3 separate regions of the Sus scrofa genome follow, and all the other regions are linked to region 2. Evidence: chromatin contacts called from public HiChIP or PLAC-seq data. All regions are on one chromosome and are shown on one strand. The core of a region is the stretch at or near the end of the contact, and the rest is flanking DNA. Distances in the headings are between cores, read along the strand shown.

Evidence for each region. HiChIP or PLAC-seq counts read pairs in DNA pulled down with a chosen protein or histone mark.
Region 1: a contact with region 2 is called in an H3K27ac HiChIP or PLAC-seq map of alveolar macrophages. The contact joins two enhancer-like sites. A contact is called at or near these places in 1 of 47 Hi-C or Micro-C datasets (embryonic fibroblasts) and 1 of 2 datasets of contacts at active chromatin or transcription factors (alveolar macrophages).
Region 3: an H3K27ac HiChIP or PLAC-seq map of alveolar macrophages shows a contact between it and region 2. The contact joins two enhancer-like sites. A contact is called at or near these places in 2 of 47 Hi-C or Micro-C datasets (heart right ventricle and skeletal muscle) and 1 of 2 datasets of contacts at active chromatin or transcription factors (alveolar macrophages).

The regions. Positions count from the first base shown.
Region 1 is chr11:14,743,618-14,747,832 of Sscrofa11.1, forward strand. The region is part of intron 5 of LOC102159588 (a long non-coding RNA gene); the gene reads right to left. Among named protein-coding and RNA genes, the nearest start is that of COG6, 170 kb to the left of the region's middle. Within about 2 kb of position 1,969, at least 18 of the 83 cell types and tissues checked have an H3K27ac peak or open chromatin away from gene starts, as enhancers often do. A contact at or near this core is called in alveolar macrophages, where this site is marked.
Region 2 is chr11:14,935,523-14,939,768 of Sscrofa11.1, forward strand. All of the region lies in intron 2 of LOC102159588 (a long non-coding RNA gene), which reads right to left. Among named protein-coding and RNA genes, the nearest start is that of COG6, 360 kb to the left of the region's middle. Within about 2 kb of position 1,684, at least 11 of the 83 cell types and tissues checked have an H3K27ac peak or open chromatin away from gene starts, as enhancers often do. A contact at or near this core is called in alveolar macrophages and skeletal muscle, where this site is marked.
Region 3 is chr11:15,083,312-15,087,256 of Sscrofa11.1, forward strand. No RefSeq gene overlaps it. Among named protein-coding and RNA genes, the nearest start is that of FOXO1, 320 kb to the right of the region's middle. Within about 2 kb of position 1,765, at least 27 of the 83 cell types and tissues checked have an H3K27ac peak or open chromatin away from gene starts, as enhancers often do. A contact at or near this core is called in alveolar macrophages and skeletal muscle, where this site is marked.

The DNA.
Region 1 (4,215 bases), core at 719-3,218, 190 kb before region 2:
TGGGATCCAAGACGCATCTGTGACCTACACTACAGCTCACGCCAGTGCCAGATCCACTGAGCGGGGCCAAGGATGGAACCCGTGCCCTCATGGATACTAGTCAGGTTCATTAGCACTGATCCAGGAAGGTAATTCTGATTTCCTCATTTCTGAATGAGTAAAGGAGTAAGACCCACTTCCTAGAATTTCCTGGGATTTCAATGACGTCATCCAGGCTACAACAATGATTTCCCATCACGTAGTAAGTGCTCAGCACAGGAGAGCTCGGAAATATCATCTAAAGAGATTTTAGTTAATTTAAAATGAATAATTGGGCTACAACAATGAGTGCACACCTTCTCCCCCACATGCCTGTGTGCTCTGGGAGTCAGGGCGTCCTCTGACCTCCGGCCTCACCCAGCTTTCAGCCCAGTCCTGGCACAGAGCCATCTCCCAGTGGGAACTGGTGGAAGGAGATTGGCTGGCCGAGCAACTTGCTGCCCTCTCCTTTGCACTGATAAGTCATTGTCTACGGTTCTGTATTCGGAACAGATTTCTCTTCTTTGAATATTTAGAATTTTCAAATTTTCAAACACTCATGAAAGATACTGTTTTTGTTTCACTCTCTGTTTAAGAAACTGAAGTTGAAATTCTAATGTAAAATCAGTAAAATGGCATTAATAGACTTACACCTAAAAAAAAGGTCAGCAGATCAATGATGTAATTGGCTTTGCCAAGGAGAGGTAAAACTGAGACAGCTTGGGAGAAGAGCAGGACTTTGTTTTTGGTTCTGGGACTTGTCTCAGAAACAATCAGCCACAGTCTGGAGAGCTGAACTAAGAAAAAATTTGACCTCACGTCTGAATGTGTTGGCCACTCTGCTGTGAGAAGGCCAGTGTCATCAGTGTCATCTGCATGAAAGAGACAATTCAAAGCCCACTGGGCTTGAACATGCAGTTTTGCTCTATACAGAATATACTTCCCAACTTTCTGCCTGATAAGCCTCGTCTACTCTTGCAATGCATACCAATAAATGTATGGGCAAATGCTTCAAGCTAATGTACAAATCTACCTGGTGTTACTACAATATTCTCAATACATTTGGCTCGGATTTAAATGTTGGATGTGTGTGTTTAAAGAGAACTTTATTTCATAAGATTGTATCAATATTAGTCTAACAAATATTTCAGACACCCGTGCAAAAGGCTGAATGCAGGGCACAAAAGAGGAAAAGTGCCCAGCTACTAGAATGGAAGATTGGGACCAGATTGTGCCATGCTGTGGTTTTCAAAATGGAGCATATTTTATCTTACAGGACGAGGTTGGAAAATATGTTTACCTTGAATGACAATAGGATAAGAGTTGGCTACCTGGAGAGCTGGGATGGAAATGGTTCTATGACTGAAAGCAGCTTCCATAGTATATTATCCAGGGGCGCTGGGAGGGTGACCAGCCATGGGCTATTTGTCACTCTGTCTTGTGGTCAAAGGCCGTGGCTGGCACATGAAATGGGTCTCATCAGGTCTCTGCTTCAGAAGACTGTCCACAGCAAGGGAGGCGAATTAGAGAAGGAACAATGAGCATATCTGATCTCACCCCTTAGTAGCTATTCTCCAGACCCAGGAGACGCTAGCCATCTCCCCGGGCACCCATCTTCTCACCTGGGGCAGGCAGGTCCCTGTGGGAGAGGTCACTGGCACGGGGGAGTGCTGCGCTGCCCTGCCCGTCCATGAAAGGAGGACAGTCTTCACCCACTCGTAGGAAACGAGCCATGCATTTGTTCACATTTCAGATTACAGGGCCAAGGCTACAGGTTTCATAAGAGACATTCTCTGAACCCCAAGCTGAGTGTCATCCTGATAAATATTGCAAAATTCAGGAAAGTGAATTCCTGTCTTTTGACCCAGAGTAGCGTCTGGAATCTCTTGGTATCTGAGCACATTTTACCAAAACGAGAAGCATTTCTCCGAAAGAGAAATAGCAGCCAAAGTGCAGTGTGTTAGAGTTCCAGCAGGAAACAGATGGCACTCAAACTGAGTGAGTGAGGGCTGTTAACACAAGAGTGATTTACAAAGTTGTGGAAAGACTGAGGGACATGTACAAAGGAAGGTGAAGGACCTCGGGGCTAAAACAGCAGGTGATGGTGACTGACTGGTGAGCCCTTTGTTATCGCCTGCTCTGAAAGAAAACGTTCCATTTCCAGATCTCCGTGCGCGGCCACAGGGAGGGGTCACCAGAGAAGAGCCGTGACATCTGCTGGAAGGATGTGGCCAATCTGTGTTCACCGCAGGGGAAGAACTAAATGCACAGCCTCCCTCTCCTCCCTGCGGGGCTGAGAACCCACTGATGTGGCCTGTTCAGGTCAGCCTGCCAGCCACAGGCCAGGACAGAAAAGGATGGAGGGTGGGTCTGGACGGCAAAGGAAAGAGAACCAGCTCAGTGCAGTTTTCAGTTATGTGATCAGTTCACCTCAAATAATGGTGGGACATCGGCAAAGTGGTGGGCTAGGAGGCTCCAGCTCCAGGTTCCTTCATAAAATCATCAACAAAGAAACAAAAACCCAAACCCACACTTGCCTGAATGAAAAGAGTCTTAGTCTTGAGTGTGGCAACTCAGTTCCCAGTTTCACTCCCTAAACCAAAGGGAGAGCGCAGACCTTGTTTGCAAATTGTTGTGTACATCTGTACACATTGGCGTGGATACCTGAGGATCCGACCCACTGTTTTTCTCTTATAACTCAGAACACGTGCAGGGAAACTGTAGGCTCTGCTCATACAGTCTACAAGGGGACACACCCTGCACACCCACAGAAACCTGGGCCAACAGATGCTCACTGGAGATACACAATAGACATCGAAGGTTCAGAAGAGAAAGTTTGGATGAGACTCTTTGGGAATGAGGACATCCAAAAGCAGCCGTTTATACAGGGGAATCTAGAAAGCCACATGCATAACTGGGTAGGACATATTCTCAGAAGAAAAAACCCAAGACCTTACACTTTCATGTAAGGCCGATCCCTAGACCTCACTAAGTGGAAGAAGTACCCCAGCACAAAGTTGGTCTCTCTCTCCCTCTCTCCCTCTCTCCCCCTCTCCCTCTCTCCCTCCCTCTCTCTCTCTCCCTCCCTCTCTCTCTCTCCCTCTCCCTCTCTCTCTTTCCCCCCTCCATCACTGTCTCTTTCTTTCTGTGTTTTTTGGTTTGTCCATTTCAGCTCCAAGCATTCAAGGAAATTTCTGTCAGGACATTAGTTGAACACAAGGTAAAGTCAAAGAATCTTTAGTGAACACACATGGCAAGGAACAGACTTTGCAAAAATCATTTGGTAACTTCTCAAAACAAATGGACTCTCACAGCCTTCAACAATCAAACCAACAACCAAAAAGCGAATTCTGGGGAAGGGAGGAAATCTGATTCCCAGACTTACCACATTGTAATAATCACATGCCCAATTTAAAAGTCAAAATTAGGTTGGAAAGGAAAGAAGTTAGGTTGAAAGGGAAAGGATGAAAAAGATATGTTACACAAATAGTAACTAAAAGAAGGTTGGATGGCTATTCTAATGTTAGATGAGATAGATTTTAACTCAAAAATTATTGCAAGAGACAGGGAGGGATATTATTGATAAAAATATCAATTCATCAAGAAGTTACGACAATTACATAGATGCCAAAAACATCAGAGATTCAAAACATATCAAGCAAATACTGAAAGAATTGAAGGGAGAAATAGACAGCCCTAAGATACTAGCAGGAGGCTTTAATTCTCCCACTGTCAATAATACAGCAACCAGACTAAAGAGGAGTAAGGAAACAATGGACTCAAACAACACTGTAGACCAAGTGGGGCTCTCAGACATATTATAACACTCAATAACAGGAGAATACACATCTTTATCAACTGGATATGGAATATTCTTCAGGATGGACCATCTGTTAGACCACAAAACAAGTCTAATTAAATTTGAAACAAATGAAATCATATAAAGTTTCTTTTCTGGTCATACTGGAATGAAGCTAGAAATTAATAACAGAGGGAAAACTGGAAAATCCACATGTGCAAATTAAACTACATATTCTTAAATAACAAATGGATCAAAGAAGAAATCACAAGGGGGATTAGAAAATACCTTGAGACAAATGAAAAAGAAAACAAAACCATAAACATACCAAAACTTATGAGATGCAGAAAAGCAGTGCTAAGAGGGAAATTTATTGCTGTAAATGGTTACATTAAAAA
Region 2 (4,246 bases), core at 434-2,933:
GAGAACATTTACTAACACAAAATCCTGGGAGAGACGCTGACCCCAAAGAGAGAAGATGAAGCGATGGTCTGGAAAGTGTGAACTCATGAGGCAGAGCAAGGTCAGTTCCCCAATAAGCGCCCAGAGTTGCTGGGTGAAAGCGGGGTAACGGCTGATAGGCACAGTTGAAATAAAGAGATTTGGAGAGGAATTCGTATTCTCACCCTACAGGAATTTATTTTTAATTATAGATAATTATGCTGAATTACAACAAGATGATTTGAACCATTACGCTAATTCAGGAGTAATAAAGCATGAATTACTGATGCAATTTTTAAAAATGTAACCTATCAATCAACACTGGATCAGCAACAGACAAAGGCTCTGATGTGACATTCGTATCGTACAGGATTATAGTTAAAAATGGCCTTCCACTTACCCCTTAAGAGCCCCCAGCGAGCGATGAGGTGGGAACACCGGGACTCTGTGAAGAGCCCCGTGAAGATACCCGTGCAGGGGTACCCCTCCAGGCTACCCCTCCCCGCGGGCTGGCTCTCAGAATCCCTGGTTTTTAGACATAGTGGAACACAATACTTTGTGTCTGGTCAGACCTTGGTTCAAATCCCAGCTTTGACCTTGGCTAGCTATATAACCTTCAGAAAGTAACTTCCATTTCTCCAAGCCTCGGTTGCCTCATCTATAAAATGGGAACAAGAGCCTAACACACAAGGCTCTTCTGATGATTGCATGATAAGGTCCATAAAATTTCTGAGGCAGTGAAAATTCAACAGCTGGTCAGGGGGATAAGGTCCTGCCCTGGACTGAGGTCACTAATAGAATCACATGTGGCTCTTATGCTGAAAAACTAGCCCCTAGCCTTCCAGGGAGCTCCTCCAGACCCAGTTTTGTTCAGCAGGACAGAGCAGTCTGTCTAGTTTTCATGTAACATTTCATGAGGGTTAAGGCTCACAGTCAAAGGATGGTTCCTGAGCTGGCAGGTCAAGTAAGATCCATCAGTCGGTGCTCGGAGAAAGTGCTGGGCTTGCTGATGAAACATCTGCCCAATGTGTATTCTCTCTCCTGAACCTAAGAGGCCATAGTCTGAAGACAACAAAGACGGGGGAGGGTGGGGGAAGGAGATGATAAACGTCTCCCACACAGTGACTGCTAATTTCTATAGCAAGACTGGCGACCTTACTCAAAGTGAAAAGACTTCACGAAGAAGAGGGGGAAAACCCAGGATTAAGCATTATCTATGAGTCAGTTTTGCTTGCATATTATTACATAATGCCCTCTTTAGAGAGGAACAAAACAGAAAAATATTGCCCAAGTTCATAGAGCCAGTCATTGGTAGAGTCCGGATTAAAACTCAGATCTTTCTTACTCCAAAAATCACAAGCTTTCAGTTAAACCATACTATCTTTACCAAAATAACTGACTTGTATTTCATGGTGCTGCTATTTTAAGTAGAAGGGGGAGAAAAGATGGTGGGTGTGGAAGGAAGAAAACCCAGAATGTACCTATAAGAACTGCAAGTAAGTCAAGAAGAAAGAACCTATCCACACACAAGCTGAACAGAAATGAATGACCACACACACAAAAGCACTGGGCACAAAAATACATGATCCATCTCAGGCTATAAGACCTTTGTATCGCCTGGGAGCCAGAGTTAACCAGACGAAATGGCAAAGGCAATGAGGTCAATGGCCTGTGGAGGGCAGCAGAGAGTTGGGGTTTGATGAGCACCTTTGGCTCCCAAACTCGGGGTAGAGGTGGAAGTCAACAAAAAGCCTTGCCTCAGAGAGACTTTATCGATAACTGAGAATCAACTGGGCTCTGTGCAAAGAGGTCACCCTCGGTCAGGGTAGACCTGGAGACGGGTCTTTGCATTTGGGTCCAGACAGGCATTTGCATTAAGGCAGGGTGGCAAGAGGGCTCTAACAAGAGATCAAGCTGCCCAGCAGTGAGTTCAAAGACCATGGATTGTGAATGGAGTTAGAGCTGGGCACACGCTGGGGCTTGAACACACTCAGCTCTGATGGACAGGCGTGGCTTAGTGCCCTGTGTTCCCTCGGGGCAAGAAAATGGAGCTGGGTGGGCACAGTCCTACTAGGTTACTTGACTGACCCTCAGAAAGCATTTGAATTTGAGACACCTGGTTTTAAAGAGATGTTATCCCAAGAGATAACTTTGACAACAGTCATCACTGCAATTTTCAATGTCAAAGACATAAGCAGGATTCAGAGCCTACACCATTTCTTTTCCCCTCCACCACGTAAGGGCAGATTTCTCATACACATCACGGAATGGGCTAAAAGCGGAGACAATCTGACCACCACCGCACCCCCCCACCGCCAAAAAAAAAAAAAGAGTAAAGACAATATCCACATTCTCATTAACATCTTAAATTTAAGGAGAGCCTACATGGATCTGATCCCATAACCAGTCTAGTGAACGCAAGGATGCATGTGGTATGATCACTCCCCGCCGTAGTGTAATTGGGGAAATGGGATCCGTACTACGTAAGTAGGTCTGCAATGCCGCCTTGGCATCTGTTAAATGCCAAGTAAGAGTGTAAACAATAAGGGCTAGAGGTATTCTAAAGTTTATTGTGGGCTGAGATGGTTTAGGTTGACTTCACAAAGAAGTAGAATATTAACTGGGTCTTGGATAAAGGTTAGGCTTCAATAGTTAGAACAATAGAAAGGAGGGTATTCCAAGAAAGGGACACTGCATGAGCTCAAGAGAGGCAGCAGGAAGATGTGGGGCCAAGGTTAGGGACGACGAGATCAGCCTGGCTACAGTCCGGAATTCACGCGGAAAGAGGAGCATGCATGCATCCCGGGACTTTAAGAATAATCCCACTCTCAGGTTTGTAAGACCACACAGGTTACCATGGCCCCTAATCTTTAATTTGGGAAAATGAGATTATCATACATCACCACTCCCTAAACTCTGATACACTCTTGAAGCCAGGAAAGTTAAGACCTGTTGATAATTCTACCTTTGTGTCTCTACCATAGTATTTGGGACTTGGACGGCTCAATGAACCCAGGACCATTTGTTCTCTGTACTTTGAGGGTTGCATTCCCAATGAATATTTACTTATCAAAGACCATATTAGGGCCTAAGGCTGAGTTTTCAGGTGTATATTCCAAAGTTATTTTTTTCCTTTTGGAATGTGCAATATATCACAAGAGCCTAGCTTTCGAAATGAAACATCATTGAGCAAATGCATCCATCTAGCTTAAGTGAGGCATTTCTTTTCTCCTTACCGCGTAAGGGCAGGTCTCATATGCGCTTAGCATCCACTGAAGGGCGAGCAAATCACACAGTGTCTCCAAACAGCTGTGTGTGGCAGACTTGAACTTTTTCTTTTTTCCTTAAGGGACATATGATTACTGGATGGTTTTAGGAGACAATTCTTTATAACTAATAACAGCAGATGTAACTCATTCTTCTTCATTAATTCACCCATCATATGCAATTTTTGTTATAAAAGCTTTGCTAGAGAAGAAATACCTGTTTGTGACTGAATAGAAGAAGGAATGAATGAGTAGATACCAACAGAAGGACTGCTGATGATACTTTCAAAATGTTTCTCCAAGTGTAGGCAGTGGACCCCATAGTGAAGTCAGCCAGATTGCTGATCTAAAATGCGGGGCTCTCCAAGGTAAGGCTTGGAAGTGTGCACCTTAAGTTCCTGGGTGATTCTCATAGCTCTGAAGGCTAGCATCTTTGCCTCAGAGGAAGGTGCAAGCAGAACTTGGGTGGACGTGGAAGCTGAGCTGTGCAGTATCTGAACAGATCCTGATGGTAGTGGGGAGAAGCCAGGAGAGAGAACCTCAGTTAGGCAGAAGCACTCTGATGTCTGCTCTGAGGGGGTGGTTTGCAGAACTATACTTCAATTTAAAAAAGAAGATAAATTTGAAAAAACTAAAAAAAAAAAAAAAAAAGAAAGAAAGAAAGAAAAGAAAACAGTATTGGGTCTGGGACACTGAGCCCTGCCTCCTAGGAACGAGACACGTAAGATGTCACATACCAGCACAGACAATGACGGCTCCCAGGACACTGCTGCTGCCTTAGGTTTGCCGCTGCTCTTAGCATCTTTCCAAAAAGGGGCCATCCCAACCTGGTGGTAAGGAAGAAGCTCCCCAGAGCAGGACAGAATCCCACGGGGCATGTCAGAGCAGACAAAGACTGGGTCCTATGGGAGGAGTAAGTGGCTATTATAAGTTGTTTGGGCTTCTATCTGTAGGTGACAGGG
Region 3 (3,945 bases), core at 515-3,014, 150 kb after region 2:
CTCTGAAGAGTGACAGAGTGATCTGAGTTTGCGTCTGTGCAGTAGCCCGAAGTGAAGTCCCTAAGCACCACGTTGGCAGCCACAGATCACAAGCCCTGCTTCCCTCCTGCTCAGCTGAAGGTGAGCTGAATTTGACCTGGGAAGAGCCCCCGATGGGCCCTCAGCTCTCCGTCTCGCCATCATTTCCCGCTTCCATCAAGATGCACTGAGTGGCACAATATGCCAAGTGCTGCTTGGCAGAAAACGGCACAAAAACCACCTGAGGTCCTTCCTTTTTAGGAGTTTATCCTCTACCCTGAGTCTGCTCAGGAGAATGGGTTCCCCCTGTGACATCGAGGGCCGTGGGGTTTTCTAGAAACACTTCAGGCAGAAAGAGCCTCTTCTGGTTGGTATCTGAACCCCACAGGGGTCTCTCGTTGCCCCGAAATCTGGATGCCATCACAACGGCCATGTCGACGCTCGAGTGCTCCAGCTTCCTCACTTCACAGGATGCCACCTCCACAGGCCCCATCATCACATCAACAGCTCCCTTCGAGCACTGACTGTGTGCCAGGCCAGGGGCTAAGAACTTTGCATCTCAGTCACCTCACAACAAATTATCAGCTGTGTACAGATGAGGAAACCATAGCTCAGGATGATTAAGTAACAAATCCAAGTTCATGAGCCAGTGGAACCAGGATTCAACCCTAACCTGACTCCAAAATCTACCCACCGGTGGGAGAAGCTGAGTCCAGCAGAGCCGGGAAAACCTATGGTGTTTACAGTAATGAGAAAATTGGGAGGGTTTTGTTGTTGTTGTTCCCTCTGTGGCTGGAAACAGAATGGACTCCTTTCTGAGAAAATCCAGTCTGGTCTCTCTGACTTAGAAAAATAGTCAAGTGTTATCTGAGCTGTTCGGGATCCAAGAGGGTAAAATTAGCAAGCGTGAGAGCAGCCTTCTGTTTTAAAGGTCAGCGATGTTCTAGGTGTCGAGAAAGACCCTATTATTGTCAGGACACACACCAGGCTTTCCTTCTTCCCCCGGGGCATCGCAGAATGCTCTCCGGAGTCCTCCTGACACGCCAGCGCAGCCGGGGGACTTCCACACATGGGCACGTCCCCGGGAGAGTTGTTTCGCAGAGGATCTAACAGGAACGACTGCCGAATTCAGTCCCCTCTGTCCCACACAGCCTGATGTCCAAGCCAGGCGATGGCAGGTGTGCCTCGTGCCACCCCTAAGAGAGGCCTTATTATCTGAACCAGAGGCCGCCCCCATCAGCACTGCCGTTTTCCCAGCACCCTTCCACGGAGCCACGCTGCTCAGAGCACGGTTCTCGGGTTTCTCACCTCCTCCAACCAAAGCTGGGAGCGGAGTCTCAGAGTCCTTCACTGGTCTGCTCGGGAAGAGGTTGGAGAGAAAAAGAGCCTCTTTGTCAAAGGCTCGTTTGAAAAGGCATGAACAGATGAGTTAGAATCTGGGACGGTGTCCAGGTGGGGAGGTGTTGCCTGGAATTCCTAATACATTCTTTCTGTTATGAAAATAATATAGGGAACCGGGGTGGCCTGTTGCTTCTCTGCATGGAGTCAATTTGGCTCACGCTGGGCGACCATTTAAAATCTGACCTCAAGCGGTGCCAGTTTCAAAATCTTTTCAGGCTGGGTATGTTTCCATTCCACACAACAAGCCCAGGGCTGTTCCCTCAACTCTTTCTCCCAGCAAAGAGTAACTCAGTAGACACAGCCTCTTGCCAGGAGTGATGCAATCGGCCAAGCTCCTCAGTGTCCTGTTGGCCGGGCCCCACCCGGCTGCCCTGCCCAGGGGCGGCTCGTGGGTCCCGTCTCAGCTCCATCTCCTTACCTACCCCTTTGAGATCTGGGGAAGGTGTTTCCAGGTGACAGGAAGCACATGGCAGTTTCTCCTTCCATCATGGGGAGAGCCCTGCCTGCCTCCCCCACTAAGACATGAGTCACCAACACCCAGGATGACAAAGCCTTCAGCAAAGATGCATGAGGCGTGGGGGAGGGAGGAGCCACAGGCACCCAGATTTGCCTCCCGAGAGCTCTTTTGCAACTTCCCTTGACCTCTGTGTGCTCCCAAAGAAACCTGGGGTCAAATACTCCCAAAGCACCATGATTTCCATGAGGTGTCTGGTCCTCCACGAGGTAATAAGCAAGAGAGAACAACATATTTGTTTCAAATATAAATTTCTCATCTGAGAGCTCTGATCAGCCATCTGTGTTTCCAAAATGACCTATTGAGGCTTTGAGGCATCTGGAGCTGTGAGAATCACCTCGCAAGCTCCCTGGAGACTCCCTGGAGACCAGCGAGACCACCCTATGAAAATCCACCACCCTGGAACCTGCACAGGAACTCAGGAAGCTGGAGGGCGCCGCACCGCTGCCTTCTGCCACCACTTCCAGTCCCTGCCCCGCGCCTTTCCTCTGGTTCATGCTACTCCATCTGAGGCTCAGAGCAGATGAAAAAGCAATTGTAGCACTTAAAAGACCCCCAGAGGAGCAGCCCGCTGTCATGGGCTCAGAGAGGAAGGAAATAAGATGGTGTTTTATTTTTAAGTAGCCCATGAGATTTCATCGATTGCATTAAAATTTTAATCACAAACTCCTTAAGTTAGGAAGAGAAGAAGAGGGGAAAAAACCCACAAAGGACTCATTGTATAAGAGAGTTTCACCATTTGGAGTTCTTTTATAAAAATTTGTGTCAGATCACAATTTGCTGTCTGGGAAATGTAAATTAGTTATTAATGAGCCAAAATTCTAACATCAAAGCCTGTGCATCCACATGCCAGGGAGAAACAAAGAGCTTTCACAGAGCGCCATCGACAGCTCCAAGCACCGGCCTGAATGCAGCATTCACCCTGACACGCTCTGCCGCCTCGTGAAGGAGATTGCTTTTCGCCCTTGGAGTCGCCCGGGGCGCCTGGAGCATACGCATCACCTCCACCTGGGCACTGCGTGACCATCAGCATCTCAGGCATCAGGCGGCATGCGGAGGGTCGCTGAGAGCAGGGCAGGCACCCCCTTCTTCCCAGCGGACCATTTTCAAAGCACAGTCATAAAGGTTCTCAATAGGACCTTTCCCAGGTGGAACGGGGACGTGGACCTGGTTTTGAAGTATTCACACAGAGTTTGCTGCATCCTCTGTCCTTCCTCTTTCGATGGAGGTCAAGAGTCTAGATGCAAAAGGCCCACCTGGAATTTGAGCCTGTGGGAATGGCGGGGAGAGTAAACCAACCCAAGTCTTGCAGGCATCTGGAGATACCCACTGATTCATGCTCTCAGCAGATGCTGCTGTGCTCCTGCCGGGCGCCGGCTTGGCCCGCAGGGAGAAATGATGGTGAGCAGGACGGAGCTCTGCCCTCACTGAGCTCCCTGCCTAGTAGAGAGGACAGGCAGTGAGGAATTGCCCAAAGCATCTTACAGCCGGGCTGAGAGTCGGGGAGGCACCCCTCAGGGGCATGAGAAACCGTCAGGGTGCTGGTCCAGTTAGGGGGGCAGGAATGACCTCCATGAGGAAGTGGCATTAAGGCTGAAGCGTTAACTAGGTCTAGAGAGGACTAAGGGACAGCTAAGAGGTCAAGGTGGGCGGCAGCCAGGAACAGGTGGGAGCTGAGAGCAGAGAGCAATGCCCGACCTGGTGTCCTGATGTGACGCCGCCTCTCCCCCAGTGGGGCCCCGGGTGGCCTCCTCCGGGTTTGGCCAGGCCATGCGCCCCAGCTGCGCTGCCAGGGCAAGTTCGGAGCAGCCTAGGTTGCTGGGTTCAGGTGACTCAACACCCAGCCACACGGGCTGCTGTGCCTATCCACCCAGTGAGAGTCACGTCTCTGTGACACCTGCACCCATATCCCAGGTGTGGTAAGAAGGTCCCTCCCTGAACCATGGCTCCGGGGTGGGCGCTCCTGCCCAGGGCAGCCAGGCTGCCTGCCTGGCTGTACCCCTCTAAGTTCC